Regions from separate parts of the Mus musculus genome. Here regions 1 and 3 are each linked to region 2. A link is a contact called in public Micro-C and promoter capture Hi-C data. All regions are on one chromosome and are shown on one strand. The core of a region is the stretch at or near the end of the contact, and the rest is flanking DNA. Distances in the headings are between cores, read along the strand shown.

Region 1 (4,751 bases), core at 1,466-3,965, 1.6 Mb before region 2:
CTGTTTGAACTGTATCAAAATGCTACTGGGCTGTAAGTCCTTCTAATAACAGGGGTATACAATCACTTTCAGTCTGAAGAGGTGGTTTCATTGCAGAACCAAAATCCTCCAAGGCATTTAGACAGAATCAGTCAAAAGTTGGTAAATTCAACAAGAAAGGGAATCTTGATGCACTTCTTCTTGTATCGACAGAGCATCAATCCTGATCTTCACACACAGTTCAGTAAAGGTTGAATGAAATGAGGTAATGAAAGAAGCAGGAAAGTAAAGAGGCAGTCTAAAGAAAAGATACTGTAAAGTCCAAACATCACTGTTCCTCTAGTTAGATACCTAAGCATTTTTAGGATGATATACAAACTCCTCCAGGCTGAGACAATTCTGAGCTGACTCTCAATATTTGAAAGAAACACTTAAAAATATAACCTAGATAAATGGTGCATGTACCCTCAAAGGGAAGAAAATTACTCAAAACGCTGAGGAAAGTTTTTCACTCCATTCATGGAGATCAGAGAAACTTTATTCATGCTTTTCCATCAACTGTATTTCCTCATATATGAAAATAACTTTGATCTTTTACCTACAGGCAGGCTATATAAATATATGTGTTTCACTTTCACAAGTGAGCACACCCAGGAAAGGAATCACGTCTCAGAAGTGAGGGTGCCGCAAGAGTTTAAAAGAGTGGCTAACAGAACTCTATCCCCATGGCTCAGCATGCACCTGTTTATAAGACTGCATACATGACTTCAGGACTCGTACATAGCATAAACTCAAGATTCTCAGAGCTTTGAGAAAACAAATAAATTAAGTAGGAAATGTTGTTCCTATCTTTCCTCTTTGTCCCAAAGATAAAAGAAACTAGTGGAATTTTCAAAAAAGATTGTTCCATGCAGCTAGCCATTCCCTGAGGAAAACCCTTAGAGCTTCTTCATCAGAAGCTGATTTTACACCTTCAACAATGCCCTCAAGTCTGCACAGTGCTGGGCTTCTGTGCCAAGGAAAGTCCATTTCCAGACAGACTGTGGGAGCTACATCTTCTGCGTCTGCTTCAAACTAAACTGTGAAGTGTAAAGTTACAGCCCAAGATAAACTGCTAAACGGCTTGCTGGGGTGACTAAACATATTTATTGTTCCTAAAGAAATAATTTCCAAGAAAAAAAAATCACCAATGTTACCATACTACCTTAGTTTACAGAATATTAACAGAACCTACACCGTACAGAGTAACATTATTTTTAGAATTATCATTTGCTTTCTAATAGTACCTTAAAAAGTAGTTAATGCATTGACAGCTGTCTAATCACTGACAGTATTAAAATTATATTTTAATCTAATTTCTGGAAAGTTCTGCAAAAGCAACCTAAAAATGCAAACTAAAATTTAACGAGAAACAGCCTAGTCAAACAGTAATCAAAACAGTAAGAAATTAACAGCATCCAAAGTACACTATCTAAAACTCCAGATGTTTTCACATTTGGTCTTCACATTTACTAGTAAACCTGAATGGGTCTTTCAATCCAAAGATTTTTCAACATGCCGTTCCATAAGAATGACGCTTGTGAGAATAAAAACTCTTCAAGACCTGCTTCATTACAGCTGTAGCTTCAATTACCTCCGACTCAAACATCAATGTACGAACAGTTCACACATACGTAGAGGAATGAGGGTACAGAGGAGCGTTCATTCTTTTGTTTGGGTGGCAAAAGCAACACAAATAAAGGTTCAGTGGTGCCATCTGCACCTATCCCCACCCATGACAGTCCTACAGAGCACTTTTAACCTAGTCGCTCCTCACTATTTCAGGTCCACGGAGTTAGTGGAATCCAAGGCTTTCCAGGTCCCAACAAGGGTTGCGGAGACTGTGAGGTCCGGGGTTCTACAGAAAATGAAGGAGGGCACGAATCTTTTGAGGACAGAGGGACAAGGCTATGTAGACGTGTGTGGAGGATGGGACGCGCCGCGGAAACCGGGAGGCTTGCAAATTCGCGAGCGCGAGAAACCCCGTAGGGCAGACAGGATGCTGTGCTCCTTCGGGGACGGGGAGAGAAGGGGTGACAGGGCAACCCTCGCAAGAGACGCGGAAGGGCGTGAACTAGGCAGGCTCGAGACTGCCTCGGCCAGAGCCGAGCCGCGAAGCAGAAACTTACGGTTACTTCTCCCGGCCGGGACCGGGCTCGCGTCGATTCCCCCCAGATCTGCAGGTCTTCCTCTGTCGCGGCCACCTGGCTCTCGCGCCGAGCGGGTGACCTCTCGGGTCCACTCGGCGCCCCACCCACCCGCCGGCGGCGGCGGCTGCGGGAGCCGGAGGATGCGCGCTGGAGGCCCGCGGGAAGCGCTGCGCGAGCCCGACGCGCCCGGCGAGCTCACACTGGGCGGGCGCCCCCCATCTTCTCCCGCTGCGCGCCGCCGCTCTCAGGCTATGGAGGAGGGGGGCGGTGGCGCCTGCCTCCGCCGCTCGCTCAAGTCCAGCGCATGGTCGTGCCGCGTGCGCACGCAGCCGCGGAGGCCGACCTCCCTTCCCCGACCCCCGTCCTTGCTATAGCTAGCGTCGGGCTCGGCTGCCGCCAAACCCCGCGAGCTCACGGTCGCCCGCTCCCAGACAGCTGCGGCCGCCGCGCGAAGTGGCACGGACCGGCACGAACGGCGGCTCCCCGCGGGCCGACCCGGAAGCTTTTTCAGCCGCAAACCTGAAGCGGCCTTGGGGGCGTAACCCCGGAAGTTATTGCCCGGCGCCGGTAGCGGTGGGATGGCGAGCTGAGGCCTTTGGGAGCCCGAAGCTGGTGGAGAGGCTGAAGGGTTCCTGGAGCCGAGGGAGAGGAAGGACGGTGGGGAACAGGTGCCCTGAGACCCGAACTCGCGGGGCGGCTTTTGGTGACAATCCAGGGGCTTCCTGCCACAGGAAGTTGGGGTGGGCCTCCTAGATAGGCAGAAGGAATGAGAAAACGGTGACGGGCTGGCTCCGCCATCCTTCGACTGCCGCCCCACCCACTGACTTGGATGTAGCGGCTCGGGAGAGGATCCGCCGCCCGCCCGGGTGAGTCTTTCCCGTTTCCTTGGCGGAAACAAGGAAAGCAAGGCAAGAAGAGCCAGACGCCGGCTGGAGCCAACGGCAGGAGCACCGAAGCTCGCCCACGAGGCTCTGCATCAAGGCGTGTTGTTTCTTACACGCCGGTACCGAAAAGTCACCGGCGTCTCTTGGGTGGGAACTTTTGGAGCAAAAGCAGCTTTGCATTTTTCCCGGTAGGGGAGCACTGGTGGGTGGTGCCAAGGGAAAGACTTCCCAGGCAGTGTTGTCATTGCCAGGACAGTGACAGCTTATCGATTGTAGCTGTCTTCTCCCATCTATCCGAGTTCTTCCTTTATGTCTCCTTTTGGCTTGCACTCTCTGCTCTCTCCTCCCCTCGGTCTTTGTAACTTCACCAGAAGCCTTGATGTGGTTGGCCGACCTCAAGATTTCAGCTCCATTCCTGTCCTGCTCTCTCAGGGAACTTAGCGTGTCTTTATTGTAAACAAACTCACTGACCCACAAAGGAGTAATTACCCCTGCTGTGGGCACTAAGTGAAAATTGTATGCCTCTCCTTTGTCAATCATAATGAAAATCAACAATATCCCTGCATATTTTTTAAAAAAATCGCAGACAGCCCTCCAAGTTATGAACCATCTCCACTTACATAAGTCCTCATTTTTTAGGCAGCATATCATTCATGCCTGAGCATTTCTCCAGTGCAGTGAGCCATATAGCATATTAGCAATGGCTTTATTTATTTTTATTCTTTTGACTAGTTCTCTCTTCCTGTCGGTTTCAGTTGCACCAGCTTCACCTTCATCGCTGGTAGCTTTTGTTGTTTTCCTGGCTTCAACCTTTGTTTCCTTTTATGTCATTGGAAGACTATTTTAAGTGCTCCAGTACAAATACTTTTTTAAAAATAAACTTAAAATAAAAAAAAAAAGAATTTTTGCGAATATGTTGCTAGCAGTAAGTTTGTTTTATATATTTAAAATATGAGTATTTAAAATATATAATGAGTATTCACAAATGAAACACTTTGCTAATAGACGTTTTCTTATGAATTGATTGAGATAAGAATTGGTTTACTTTAAATTCTGTGCAGAAAGTTAACTACTTAGTTTCTCCTTTAGGTACTTTATAGAAAGCATCATTTTCTATAGTTGCCATGTTCTTTGTACAGTGTCTATAATACAGTGTCTTTTTAAGAGGTTTGCAGTTTTTAAGGCTTTCATACATATGTATATATCTTGTTTATAGTTTATTATGTTTTAGTCGGTGTTAATCTGAGATGAAAAGCAGTTGCTAAACAGGAAGTTTTAAGAAAAGCCTTTTTTTTTCTATAGGCAGCTCTTTTGCATGTAGTGGATTTTTAGAATGTTCTTATTAAAATTTTTTTATCTAAAAAAAAATTCCATGAACTATCCTCAAAACTTTAAACAAGATGAAATGTCTTCATCCTAATGTTTCATTCAAACGTCTTCAAGGAAAGACCTTTAGTTTCGGCTGTCCCTGTCTCTGTTGCCTGGCTTTGGGACCCTTCCCCCTAACTAGGCTGCCTCTTCCAGCTCAATAGGAGAAGATGCACATAATCTTACTGAAATTTGACTTGAAGGCTGGTTGATAGCCTTGGGATGTCTCCCTCCCCTTTTCTGAAGAGAAAAGGAGAGTCTTAGGGGAGAGGAGGGAGGGGAAACCTTAGTTGAGATGTAACATAACTAAATAAATAATTGAAAAAAAGAA
Region 2 (4,192 bases), core at 1,102-3,601:
CCTAATAATGACAACACGTTGCAAACATTTATTGAGTCCTCATTGCATGCCACACAAGACACTGCGTCATCATTTCACCAAGTGGGGAAAAAACCCACAGACCACATCCCTTGCTTATAAACTATATGAACCCATAGAAAAATCTCATTGCATTGTCTCTCGGTCCTCAAAAACATCCTTCAGTCAGCAAACTGAGTTCACTGCCTCTGAGTGTGAGGGAAAACATAGAAGATGACTTTTTCAGTAGTGCTCTTTCTAATAAATATCCTGGGTTTGGTGCATACACAACAAAAATCACTTAAAAATGTCAATAATTTCTTTCACAATGTACCACAGTAAGATCTGCTCTTCTGAGTCCTCTTTCAATAAAGACATTATCAGCTTTCTTTACTGAGCTGTACTGTTTCCTAGAGAATGGACATAAAGGCCACATAATCATACCAGGCATTGGTGAGGAGCGTTAGACTCAGAAGGGAGCTCTCACACGACTAAAGCCGAGGAATCCAGGAAGCCCAATTAACTATAATATCTACTGCCAACACTGCAGTTAATCCAAACAGTACTGATTGGCCATCAAACCCTAAAATTATTTAAACATACAGGATTTTTATATTATTACCCTTGGTTTCTTACTGAGACTCAACTGCAATGAATTATTTAACACAAAACTGGAGGGGCTCCAACGGAATCATTAGCATTAGTAACTATCTAGCTAATGTGCTTTAGAACAGGCCCTAATGGACTCCAGAACCCGCCTGGGTGGTGTTTTGGGTCCAGCCCTGAAACATCCTTGTTAATAATGCACAGACTCCACACCTCACTCTCACACTCCTCTTGGCTTCAAACTTCACTTGAATGTAGGACTCCACACTCACAGGCCTAACTCAGAAAAATGAGTCTGTGTACATTCAACGCATGTAATAAGTAAAGGCACGACTAATATGACTTCTGCACATGATTTACAGTGTTCTCAGGAAAAGCAAAGTGTCAAACAAAATTGATAATAATAATAATAATAATAATAATAATAATAAGCTTGACTAAATATTTATCCATGTTTTCATAGTTCATTGTCCATACATGCAAACTGTCTTCAGACTGCAGACACTCACTGGCACATCAGGGCTTTAAGGAATTAGCTTATGATTAATTAATTAACTTTCACTAACATAACAGGTGAGCCAAAGGCCAGAAGGTATGCTGGGACACTCCCATGTGTTGGCTTGGGGCTTATAGGATTCCCTTGCTTTGCACAGTTACCTGTATCAAAGAAAGTTAAGGACCAAAGTTTAGGTAGCAGCTATGCCTCCAGGTTTACAGGCACTTTCTGCCACCAACACTCAAGATTCAACAAACCCATTCCACCGGACACAGCTGTCATCTTGCTGCAGCCTATAGCATGTATTCATTAAGTATCCTAAACATTCCTTGAGCGTTTTGTTTTGTTTTGTTTTGTTAATGCTGTGTGTTTATGCTCTGTTAAGTTGGTTGATTTTTTTTTTAAAGAAGACAATAGCCTCTGGACTGCACTAATGGAGCAAGTTCAGGAGACATATTCATAAATGTCTCCACAACTTCACAGCTCACCCTTCACCACAGCAGCTGGAAGGTTTCAAGACCTACAAACCGAACACCCAAACCTCCAATTATAGGACCCGGAGTACGGAACAAAAGGTCCCAAGGTATCTGTCCCACTTCCTCTAGGTTGAGTACATTAAACAACATCAGGCACATGTCAACGTTTCAACAATTCCCAAAGCTAAATTATTGGCTAAGCACTTAAAACCAACTCGCTTTAAGTAACCTAGGTGGCCACAGAAACCCGATGGCGGTGGGGACCGGGTGTTCCCTCTCCGGTTCACTGCGGGCGCCAAAGATACTATTGGCGGGGAGGAGGAACTCAAATTGGAGGCTTAAGACAGTCCACGAACGAAGCCCAGGTCCTGGGGGCAGAGGGATGGCCCTCCAGCTGGTCCCTGCCCTAGCCTGGAGTCCTCTCCTTCATCCCTGGTTCGCAGCTCACCCCGAGGTGGCAGCCGCCTGGTTGGTGCCCGGAGCACGGAGTGGGCGCGGGGACTGAGGGAGCGAGCCCCGGGATCGCCCGCAGGACACTGGGGACAGTCGACTACACTCACCGATGCGGCTGAAACTCTCGGACAAAGTTCTCCTCAACTTCTTCATCTTGCCGATCTTCTCGGCCGGCTGCGGTTCAATGAGGTCGCACATCTGGGCGGCGTAGGGCCCCGGCAACTTCGCGAAACTGGTCCAGCGCAGCGCAGCGCAGCGCAGACAACGGCGGGCGAGGGCGCGCGGCGCGGGGAAGGCGGCGCCTCGTCCTGCTCCTCCGCCTCCGCCTCCTCGCGGGCCGCGGGCGACGCGCAGCGCTCGCCAGGCTGCGGGGCTCGGGCCTGGGCCGAGGCTGGGCGCGCGGGGGCGTCTTACGTGGTGCCGGGGGCTGCCGCCATCCCCGCCGCCCGGGGGCCCCCGCGCTGCGCGGCCGCCCGCCGCATTTTCCCTCCTTTGTAAGCAAGAGCCGCGCGGCCGCGGCCGGAGATGGGGGTCCGCGGACGAGGAGGCGCAGGCGGCTGCGGACCGGGCGAGCGGGACAAGTTCCCCAGCCCGAGGGGCGGCGCTGCACGGAGACCTGCGACTGCCCTCGCCGGAGGCCTGGCGCCCGGGACCCCCGCGCGACCCCGCGCCGCGCTCCGGCTCCGAATCCGACTCCGACTCCCAGGCCTCCGCCGCCCTCCCGGACCCGCCGCGCCCGGGCGGCGCCCCCTCCCGGCCGCCCGCGCTCCGCCCGCCGCGGCCGCGCTCCTTCCGCGCGCTCCGGGACCGCAGCCCGCAGGCGGGCCAGTCCACCCGGTGCGGTCCGTGTTGGCCCACGACCCGGAAATGTTGGGGAGTGTCCGACGAGGTGCTCGAAGACCTTGGGGACGCATTCGGGTTTAGGATAGACTTTATGGCGTGGGGTGGTTGGTTTTAATTTGCAGGGAAAGTGGGTGCTCCAAAGGGCAGGAGAGGCCCCATTTTATTGGGGTACAGTGCAAAAGCTGAAAATGCTCCCCACCCCGGAACTTCTAGAAGTCAGGGCACCTGCGTTTTGCCTCAGCCCTGTCTCTGGGTGACAGGAATGTCACTGTGGGTGACTCCTCAGCAGGATACTCTGGTCATCGGTAAACTTACAACCTATTGTCACCTCCTTTCCCCACTTCAGTGAATGAACTTGAAAAGGATCTTAAGAGTGGCTTTTTTAAAAAGCCCCGGGACAAACAGTTCCGGCAGAAAACAGTCTTTTTTTTTTTCTAATAAATGAGGTGCTCCAAACGTCAGTCTCCCAGGGGAGGGTGAAGGAAGATGGGGGTTGGCCTGGTGTACTGATTATGGGCCAGCAAAGTCCTTATGAAAGAAACGTTAGTGATCTTGAGTCATCTGGCTGGGTAAGTAATAGGAGCTTTTGTGGGTGTGACAATGCTGTTTAGTTTAAAGGAAGTTTTGGGGAGTTTGTGTTTTGTCGAAAGATGTTTATCTTAAAACAAAAACTAGCCCCCTGCCTTCCTTAAATTGTGAGGTAGAACACTGATTTGTTCTGCCCTGTGCTGAGCACATTACAGGGTTTTGGTAGATTGCCACTGATAAAAAGCTGCTAGCTAGTCAAGCCAAGCCCCTAACAGGAGAGAGCCAGGAATCCATAGCAAAGTCAAGAGAGTTTAAACGCAGGGATGTTGGGTCCTGACAGCCATATCTCAGTAATTACAGAAAGCACCAACTGTGGCTTCATGCAGGAAAAAAAGTTTTATTGACATTTACCACTTGGTCAGACTAATTAGAAAATTAGCAGTTACAACTGAACTCACAGAGAGAGAAACAGAGACAGAGTGAGACACAGAGACACAGAGAGATAGAGACAAAGAGAAAAAAGAGACGGAGAGAGATCCAAACACTGATGCCTTCTTCCAGTCAACAAAGTTGAAAAAATAGCTAATGATAAAACCTTAGAGCGCTATGTATCTGCAGCTGTACTGCTGTCTCCTTTAGAAATGTCTGATCTGAGTACAGAGAGACACAGGCCCAGTGTCGTGGCTCAGTAGTGAGTGTTTGCAGCCGGCATGCTTTGTGTACGTGTGCTGTGCGTGTACCTGCACGTGCATGGGTGTGATAGCCTTTGTGTACATGTGCTGTGCGTGTACCT
Region 3 (4,215 bases), core at 479-2,978, 1.5 Mb before region 2:
TAAGGCTGTTTGGGAAGAATTAGGAGATAAATCCTTGTTGGAGGAGGTGTATGAGGCCCAGTCCCCTCTCTGCCTCCTGCTAATGAATCAGATGGAAGGTTCTCAGCTTACATATCATGTAAGCACATGCTAGTGGCCATGTCTGACCACCTGTTGCTGTTTCCTACCACAGTGGTCGTAGACTAACACCCTGTAACTGTTAGCAAGCCCCCAGTTAATGCTTTCTTTCATAAGTTGCCTTGATCATGGTATCTCTTCACTGTAGTAGAACAATAACTAAGACACTGGGTATGGTAATGCCTTCTGTATTATGTTTGCCTAGGACTGCTTTGGATATCTGTGATCTTTGTACTTCTATATCAATGTTAAGATTTTTGTTTTTCAGTTTCTGTGAGTATGGCATGAGAATTTTGATTGGAATAGCATTGGTCCTGTCTATTGCTTTTATTAGGATAGTTTCTTTCACAACTTTAAGTCTTATCCATTAGCATGGGATGTCTTTCAGTCTTTGTTTTCTTTGAACCTATGGGTTTTGGGATTGTTTGTTTACTGTTGTCAATTCCCTGATTTCTCTAAGTGTGCCATTGGTATGCAGTGGATTTTTATGTTAATCTTGTATACTGCTGCTTTGCTGAAAGTCTAGATCAGCTCTAGTTTCCTGATGATATGTTAGGGTTTCTTGTGTGTAGTATTGTATCACCAACTGACAGCGATACTTGACTTGTTTCCCAGTCCTATCTTTTTTATTTCCTTCTCTTTGTCATGTTGCTGTACCTTGAACACTATTTTAAATAGAAGTAGAGAATGGCCAGCCTCATATTGTCCCTGATTTTAATAGAATTGCCTCACGTTTTTCTCCATTGAGCATTTTATTGACTATGAGTCATATGTAGCTTTCATTGGATTGAAGTATACTCTCTACGGGGTTTCTCAAAGGATACATTTTCACTGTGAACTGTATTTACTCATAACTGCCCAAATTTCTTCAGTTGATGAGTGAGCAGACAAGTATATCCATATATGCAATAGGATGCTACTCAACAATAAACAATTGATGAACATTATATGAATATGACCACGAATATGAAGTTCCAGTTCACTGAAATAAGCCAGACTCAGAAGGTTAGCATTCCTTTTAGGGAACATTCTGGAAAAGATAAAACCACAGGGCAGACGGTATATAGCGGTTACTGGATGAAAGGATGGGTGTGGATAAACATGGGAACATAAAGGAGAAATGTAAAGAATGTGGGGGAAAGGGAAGAATATTCTCTGATGGTTGAAATAGCATGTGACAAAATTCAGTTGGATCAGAGTCTATACATAAATTTTAAACACATTTTTAAAAAAGAAGTAGTTTTTGTACAAGTTTGAAAACTTTTTTAAGGGGGGGGAGGGCTTAATAGAAATGTGTAAGTACCCAAATTTACTTAATGTCTAGTCAAAGAAAACTATTAGATAAGTGTGTGCTGTCCTGCCGCTCACCTCAAATTACCTAAATCGCTAGGCTGCAAGATCTCCTAAGGAGAGGACAGTCAACCAGCAAACTGCCCCACAGCTGGCCAGAGAAGGCTGCTGGGCAGCTGAATGACAGCAGGGCTCACCTAAAGCAACCCTTGCGACCAAAGCCAGCTCATAAACGCCAGAGGGAGGCGGGACACAACGGAGCCTGCGCAACCACCATCGCCACAATCACAGACATTCGCGCGCGGGCGTGCCCCCTGCCCACTTCGGAGAGCCACAGAGAGGCTCCACGGGACTGATCTAAGGACTGCTAAGCCCAGGCTAGGTTCTTTTCCCGCCTCCGCATCCCGCATCTCGGGCATCTCGCAACAACTGTAGAGGTGCGCATCCCCCTCCCTTCATGCTCCCAGCCCACCGCTTCTAGCATTTGCATTCTGTCCCAGGCTGCTTTAGCCTCCGCTCAGCGTTCTTCTCCCTACACCGGTCGAAGCATTGAAAAAGTCTTGTAGTTACCTGGATGGCCACATCGTTCAGATAGGTAACAAATTACCGTGTATCCTCAACTCTACTAATACTTGTTTAAAAAAAAAATAGTTTGATTTCGTTTTTGCTTATCTAATTGGCAATGTGTTTTTAAATAGAACTTAATGCTCATGAGAACGGAGATTTTTCTCAAAAACATTTTTTAGAGTGTTATTTATATATTTCAGCCTTTACAACATTTGTGGGACAGAGTACATGTGCGCGCGGGAAGGGGTGCACGGGGAAAGAGGACTCACATATGGAGGTCAGAGGACAAGTTGTTGGAGTCCTCTTTGACCTTCTGCTTCCACCGTGTGGGTCCCAGACATCAAACTCCTGTTGTCAGCCTTGGCAGCAAACGCCTTTCGCAGTCAAGCCATCTCACTGGGTAATTGATAGCAACTCCGGCAGTGGAATACTTTGAGGGCTAGGCTGGTAAAGCTTGTTTTTCAGATACCTGTTTTCAAATAAGTTCACTGGTTCACTACCATGAAGATGTTAACAGTCTACACTACTCAGTAACGTAGTCACCGGAAATACATACGGCTATGACTAGGGAGCTGCCTTGTAATTTCACTTATTTTTCATTGGAAAAGATACATGTTGTTAGTGTTTACCATATTGGAAAATACCATATATTAAGGTCTTGATGTTATCTCTTTCTCCCTGTGGGGAGAAGGCATGTAATATCACCAACTATTACTTCTAAGAAGCTGTATAAGACATCATACTTGCTTTTCCAGTACCTAATTTTCCTTTGGGGTGTCCTATCCCTCTATACCAGTGATTCTTAGCCTTTGTGTTGGGATCTCTTTAGGGGTCAAATGAACCTTTTACAGAGATCACCTAAGATCATTGGAAAACAGTCTTTTACATTTCAGTTCATAACAGTAGCAAAATTGCAGTTATGAGTAGCCTCAAAAATAATTTTATAGTTGGGATCACCCCAACGTGAGGAACTGTATATAGTAAAGCGTCTCAGTAGGAAGGGTGAGACCACTGCTCTATACTACAGCGTCCATAGCATTTGTGATTTAGGGGAGGCAGATGCTACCTCAGGCTTAGGCTCAACCATGCATGTGGATTGAAAAAGCATTCTTGGAGTTCCAGGCCACAGTCATGGATTCAGTCTTGGACATGTGAACTTGGACAGTGGAAAGGAAGCTTTGGTCTCGGGCTCACTTATCCTCACTCTGAAACACTACAGTCCTCGTTTTTTTAAAAAGCTTTGGCTCTTAAAAACTCTCTGTGTGCCACAATGTAAACATACATAATACCATAATACATAATAGCACTTTTAATTGGTTCCAATTAAAGTGGGATCTGATGATACAAGCTGTAAGCCCAGCTGCCCAGGCAGGGGGTTAAGAAAGGAGAGCTCCGGGGTTCACATCAGTCTGGGCTACAGAAAACTCCAGTCTTAAAATAAACCAGTAGATCTTCATATTATATTTAAATCACAAAGAAGATGAGCTTTTCTGCATAAAGATAACCAAACACCTGACTTCTTGAACTCTGGCCTTAAACCCCATATGGTCAACTCTCACTGAGATCCAAGCAAGAAGTTTTGTGAGACATGACACACTGATTTTAAAACGCATGTGGAAACGTCAAGGCCTGAGAATAATCACCGTCACTTTGAAAGGAAAGTTGGAGTGAGCACACTTGCCCTATCAGACACAAGGTTTATTGGAAGGTTGTAATAATTAAGATGTGTTATTAATAGACGGAAACAGGACTCGCAGGAAGCACTTCCAGATGCTCTTATTCCAAGCAGAAAGCACTGGCGAGTGCACCATCCACTGAGTTGTTGGGTGCCTTTGGCTAGGCTATGAGAAATAAACTCCATCCCTATCTCTCAGCATCCACAGGGCTACATGGATCACATAACCAATTAAAGAGCAGACACGAAAGATTTCGGAATTTGTGGCTTCCCTACTCTGCCCCCATCTCTGTAATCATTCAGTTAAGTTCTCCTCAAGGCACCAGTTTGAGTGGGTCTTCTTTAGCCAGTGGAATCTTGTTACCAAAAAAAAAAAAAAAAAAAAAAAAAAAAGCTTTTTTAAAAAATATATATATAAATATTTTAGCTTCCCATATTGTCACCCATGCAATATGTCTGGATTATGAGTTAGTAAATTTCTCCTTTGTAATGCTTAATTAGTTACTGAATAGGTAACTTTCTTACTGAATTCCTACTGAATTCCAAGTTTGTCGGCTTCAAGTATT

The links. Promoter capture Hi-C pulls out the DNA fragments that hold promoters and counts their contacts. A called contact is a pair of places that touch in the nucleus more often than the background predicts.
Region 1: a Micro-C map of embryonic stem cells shows a contact between it and region 2, with 5 times the contacts expected there. The contact joins the promoter of Krit1 here to the promoter of Cdk14 in region 2. A contact is called at or near these places in 1 of 39 promoter capture datasets (cranial neural crest) and 1 of 484 Hi-C or Micro-C datasets (embryonic stem cells).
Region 3: a promoter capture Hi-C map of hippocampal neurons shows a contact between it and region 2, with 9 times the contacts expected there. The contact joins the promoter of Lrrd1 here to the promoter of Cdk14 in region 2. A contact is called at or near these places in 2 of 39 promoter capture datasets (cranial neural crest and hippocampal neurons).

Annotation. Positions count from the first base shown.
Region 1 is chr5:3,800,450-3,805,200 of GRCm38.p6, forward strand. Krit1 (KRIT1, ankyrin repeat containing) reads left to right here and starts at 2,716. Exons shown (of 17, transcript NM_030675.3): 1 at 2,716-3,034. Ankib1 (ankyrin repeat and IBR domain containing 1) reads right to left here and starts at 2,675. Exons shown (of 20, transcript NM_001289527.1): 1 at 2,148-2,675.
Region 2 is chr5:5,377,900-5,382,091 of GRCm38.p6, forward strand. It overlaps Cdk14 (cyclin-dependent kinase 14), which reads right to left and starts at 2,352. Exons shown (of 15, transcript NM_011074.3): 1 at 2,136-2,352. The coding sequence starts at 2,226.
Region 3 is chr5:3,843,445-3,847,659 of GRCm38.p6, forward strand. It overlaps Lrrd1 (leucine rich repeats and death domain containing 1), which reads left to right and starts at 1,729. Exons shown (of 6, transcript NM_172879.3): 1 at 1,729-2,002. It overlaps Krit1 (KRIT1, ankyrin repeat containing), which reads left to right. Exons shown (of 17, transcript NM_030675.3): 17 at 1-1,071.